Regions from separate parts of the Mus musculus genome. Here region 1 is linked to region 2. A link is a contact called in public Hi-C data. All regions are on one chromosome and are shown on one strand. Each heading gives the region's core, a stretch centred on a gene start, on an enhancer-like site or on the middle of the called end of the contact. The rest is flanking DNA. Distances are from core to core; before and after follow the strand shown.

What was found. Hi-C and Micro-C count contacts between places; a contact is called where the count stands out from the background.
Region 1: a contact with region 2 is called in a Hi-C map of bone marrow-derived macrophages, with 14 read pairs. The contact joins two enhancer-like sites. A contact is called at or near these places in 2 of 484 Hi-C or Micro-C datasets (bone marrow-derived macrophages and nephron progenitors) and 1 of 115 datasets of contacts at active chromatin or transcription factors (fibro-adipogenic progenitors).

Annotation. Positions count from the first base shown.
Region 1 is chr15:67,988,400-67,991,099 of GRCm38.p6, reverse strand. No RefSeq gene overlaps it. Among named protein-coding and RNA genes, the nearest start is that of Zfat, 270 kb to the left of the region's middle. Within about 2 kb of position 1,294, at least 8 of the 459 cell types and tissues checked have an H3K27ac peak or open chromatin away from gene starts, as enhancers often do. A contact at or near this core is called in bone marrow-derived macrophages, where this site is marked.
Region 2 is chr15:67,480,467-67,483,166 of GRCm38.p6, reverse strand. No RefSeq gene overlaps it. Among named protein-coding and RNA genes, the nearest start is that of 1700012I11Rik, 260 kb to the right of the region's middle. Within about 2 kb of position 1,281, at least 42 of the 459 cell types and tissues checked have an H3K27ac peak or open chromatin away from gene starts, as enhancers often do. A contact at or near this core is called in bone marrow-derived macrophages, where this site is marked.

The sequences.
Region 1 (2,700 bases), core at 45-2,544, 510 kb before region 2:
GCAATATTTTCTAATTAGAAGATTCAGCATTCTCAGGAAGAAACTCTTGAGTGGCTAAGGTATCTGTGGAAATTCTCTCATTGGATCTGGGAGAAGAGAAGGCACTGATTTAAGCTGACAGTGATCTCCTCTGAGCCCAGTTATAAGTCAAGTATTGCTGAAGATGAGTAAAAACCACTAAAGCAATTACCAAGCATAGATTTTCGATAACTCATAAAGCAACAATAACAATGATATAGCTACCTCAGAAGTACTTTCCAGTCATGGCAAGATACAGCCCCATGGACAACCTTGTGTCTCAAGTAGTAAACATCTTTACCGATTTATTGTTAAAATTGGAAAATGTGAGATATTTCAAACTTAAAGAAAGCAAAAGTTTGCATTCCAGACTGTTCTCTGTTTTAAACATGTGTTGATATTTGATATTTCATTTTACTTGTGTGAGATATATATATGATGTATACCCATGTGTGTGCATAGCCTCTGGACATATGGAGGCCAGGAGAGGGTGTGTTGAGTGTCCAGATCTACCCCTCTATCACTCCTTGAAGGTAGGGTCTCTTGATGAATCTGGAACAAGGCTGGTGGCCAGCAAGCTGAACAATCCTCCTGTCTCTGCTTCCCATACCCCTCAATACTGGGGATATGGGTACAGCTACATTGACCTGTTAAATGGGTGGTGGGGATTTGAACTCAGGTTCCCAAGCTTGCACAGCAAACACTCTGACCCAGTCTCCCTTCCATCCACATTTTATCTTTTAGTCAGCTCAGCTGTTTTAAAGAATGGCAAGAGGCTGGTTTGTTCAGGTTTAATTTTTCACTGTCCTGGAGACCAAAGTCATTGGTCACAAATTTGACATGGCAAATGCTGGTGGTGTGGGGCTTGTGGGAAGGGTTTCTTCTGCATGGCAGACAGCTATCATTACATGGAAGAAAGTATGGAGGGGGAGGCAGGGAAGCTCTCATTCACCAACATTCCACACTCATTATCTAATTACCTCCCAGGGGTCAGATACAATTGCAGCCATGTTGGGATATGTGAACATTCAGTCCATAACACTGCTGTTTTGGCTTATTGTTTCTTAATAGGCTTATTGAATTTTATTTATATAACATTAAATTCACTCAGCTTGAATATACAATTCAATTATATTTAGTAACCTTGCCAAATGCAGCCATCACTGTAAATCAATTTCAAGACATTTTTTTTATCCGTACGACAAGATCACATGTGTCTATATTAATCCATGTTTCCAACCACAGCTCCAAGCAACCAGCACTTTATTTTTGGTTCTGTATTTTGCTTATTCTTGAGTTTCTTTTACAGAATTACGTAATATGAGGCTTTTTGTATCTGGCTTATTTCACTTAATGTCATGAAAATGAACCTCATCTGGTGCTGTGGCATGCATCATTATTGCATTTTAAAGTTGTTTTCTTATTAATTTATTTCTTATGTGTGTATACACATGCATGTCTCGATGTGTATGGATGTGGAGTTTGGAAGACTGGTTGCAGGAAGGAGACAGCTTTTGTTCTTCCATCATGCGGGTTCTGGGGACTTGTCAGGTCTGGTGTCATCTGTTTTTACTCAATGAGCCATCTCAATTCCTTATTGCTAAATCCTATTCACTTTAGTGAATACATTACACTTCAGTGATCTATCCCACAATTAATAGACACATAGCTTACTTGAAACTTTTTCTATTTGAACAAGACTGCAGTGAATATTCACATGCTATTCAACATTTTCCTTGCCCTTGAATAGAGAACTAAGAGTAGATCAGTGGCTCCTCTCAGGTCCGTGTCTAACATTCTAGAAACTGCTGGAATGTTTTCCAAAGTGTTTGCACAACGTCCTTATCACTGGTGATGTGCTATTACCCATGTTTCTACGTCTTCAGAATTCAGCTTTAATCCTTTTCCTGTATTATACTTACTCTCTGTGGGAATGTATTTTGCTGTGGTTTTGTTCATATCCCTATATTAGCACCTGCAATGTATAAATTAGCCATTTCATAACTGATGACACTTCTATGCATAATTTTCCCATCCTTTGATTGTTTTGTGTTATAGGATATATGTCGTTTTTGAAAATTATGGGTATGAGTCCTTTCTTGAGTATGAATTTTGCAAATATTTTCTACCAGTCAATTGTTTTATATGCTTATTTACTTACAACAGTCATTTGAAATTAAAATATTTGTCAGGTAGGCATATTTATTTTTAGTCCCAGCACTTGGGAGACAGATGCAGGGAGATCTCTTTGAGTCCTAGACCAGTCTTGTCTGTATAGTGAGTTTCAGGATAGCCAAGGCGACATAGTGAGAACTTGTCTCAAAGCTATATATATATATATATATATATATATATATATATATATGTATATGTATATGTATATGTATATATGTATATATGCGTATGCGTATGCGTATGCGTATGCGTATGCGTATGCGTATGCGTATGCGTATGCGTATGCGTATGCGTATGCGTATATGTATATGTATATGTATATGTATATGTATACACACACACACACACATACATACATACACACACACACACACACACACACACACACGTGTGTCTATACCTCACAGTTTAGGGATAATGGGCATGCACTGTCACACCTGGGTTTTTACCTGGGTGCTAGGAATCTGAACTCAGGTACTCATGCTTAAGCAACAAGTATTTTAACCA
Region 2 (2,700 bases), core at 32-2,531:
AAGTGTAGATTGGTCCAGGGATCCACAATGGATGCTGAAATCTTCAGATGTTTAAGTCTCTCATATTAATTAGCATAGTACTCAGGTGTAACTCCTATGCACACTTTCCTGAAGATTTGAAATCATCTCTTGATTACCTATGCTATCTACTGAAATGAAACACTCTACAATTAGTTGCTATATTGTAACTAATTTAAAGAATATGATAGGAGAGTGTGCACTTTCAGTACAAAAATTTTCCTAAATATTTTCGGCATATGATTGGTTGAATCTAGGAATGTGGAACATCTAAAAATGGAGGACTAACTACAATTATTTGCTAGCTAGGTTAATGTCTCTTTTTCCTTTAGAATGTAAATTGCATAAAATAAGAAACTTAACTCTAGTATTCTCTCTTCTCCAAGCCTAGGACATGGGACACTGGAGAGCTCAATGAGTAAATATAAGAAGATACTCATTCAAAGATCCAACAAGTCCATGGAATTTAGGCTGCTCTATATACCTCGGATTTGGGTAGTATAGCCTCGTGTAGATTAGTCCAACAATCCTGTGGAGATATTTTTACCACAGTCATCTCTGGGTCAGAATTTGATTTGCCTCCTAGGTGTCAGTAAGATGTGAAACATTAGTCTACAAAAATCAGGGAGTTTGGAAACAGCTTTATCAGGCTTGACTCTCATGGAAGTTCTTTGTACAAAACAGAGACACAGTTCTTAGTACATCTCTTTGGAGACTGTATTACCATCAGAGGTCCTGGATGCTAGAAAATGGGACCTATACCCCTTTCCTTCGAGGCAAAGGACACTGCTATTTCTTAGCACTAAAGGCCATTGTATTGGTCAATTCATTTCTTTATTAAAATATCCGAGACTGGATAACAAGTGTAGTATACACCATAAAAATATATTATTTGACATTTTGGAGGTTGGAAAGTCAAAGTGAAAGTTCCACTGGGTTCTTTGTCTGCCAATAACCCAATCTCTGCTTCCAATTTGGCTACTTCCTAGATTCTCTTGTACATTCTCCAGTGGGAATGGATGTCTCCTCATATGACAAAAGAAACAAATGGGCAAAGAGTATAGATAATTCCCTCCAGTCATTTTAAGAAGGTGCTAAACTCATCACTGAGTGTAGGGCCTTCATTGCCTAATCCCTGCCTAAAGCTCCACCCCCAGTACTGATGGACTAGAGATTCAGTTGCAACATAACTACCACAGAGGACACACATATTCAGACCATGGCACCTCGGGTGCTGCCTTAGTCATTCTGAAAGTGAAGTGTTTTTCTGAGGAAGTTGGGAGTAGTTTCCAGGGTACACCCTACATGTCACTTGGCCTAAACTGTAGAAGCAATGAAACTGGCACAGAACTTCCGGAGGAGGGCCAAAAGTCAGCCAGACAGAAGAGCCACTTCCAATGTAATAAGCATGGATGGAGCAATAAAATAGCTTGCAATAGCCTTTCTGAGCACCATCTGTTTTCACACTGTATGGAACAGGGCAGGGAGGTATTCAGGCAGTGTCTATGCTTAAGTGTGTCAGCCTTGGCTTTATCACTTGACTCACTGCCTTCTGAAAGTTTACTCACACTGAACCCAGAGAAGCATTCTGTCAAGTAAATAGGACAAGTATGGTCTCAAATCATCTGAATATCTTCGTGTAGTAAGTAGAACTCCAAAGATAAGTACTTATATACATAGTATTTACAAGTATGAACAAGGGAAGTATTCCCCTTCTTGCTTTCCACGTTTCCCAGTCATCATCAGTGTATTTACTCCTTGCCACAATCTTCCACCTACCTTCTTCCATCTCAACCTCTGTACCACAGAGGGTGGAGCACCTTGATTAAATTTCCCAAAAGAAATCCAGAAACTCTTAAATGCTACTTTCCTTATATCTTTCTCTGCTCAAGACCCAGCAAAAAAACCATACCATCCTGAGGCCCAGAGGCCGTGGCAGAAAAGTTAAAGTCAAATGCAGGTTAATATCAAAAGGAGTGGCAGAAACAAGAACTGTAATGCGAATGGCGTCATTTCATCTGTCTTCACAAAAATACCTCTTTCCTCATGGCTACTGAGAGGCAGGAGTAACAGAGAGTAACATAGTGACAGCTGTGCCCCCATATCTTCATTCAAACCAGACATTCTTCTTTCTCATGACTGTAGGGGCCAGACAGTTCAGAGACACCACAAGAAAACCCACCGAAGCAACTAACCAGAGTTCATAGGGTCTCAATCAGGGGCCCTGCAAGGGTCTGACCTAGGTCATATTCATATATGTTATGGTTGTGTAGCTTGGTGTGCTATTGGACTCCTGATAATGGAAGCAGAGGCTGTCTATGTCTCTTGACCTTGCTTTTGTGACCCTTTCCTCCCACTGGGTTGCCTCATTCAGCCTTAATACGAGGGGAGGTGCCTAGTCTTATTGTAACTTGATATGCCATGTTAGGTTGATATTTAGGCAAGGCCTGCTCTTTTCTGGGGGGAAGCAGAGGAGGAGTGGATCTGGGGGAGAGAGGAAGCTGGGAGGAGATGAAGGAGGGCAAACTGTGGTCAGGATTTAATATACAAGCAAAGAATAAAAATTTTAAAATATACATGTAAAAAAAAAACAGAAAATGCTTCTCCCTTGCAAAGTTGACTGCATATATACCCAATTCTCTTTGAGACTCTCTAAATGTCCCCTCCCATTTATGTATTTTA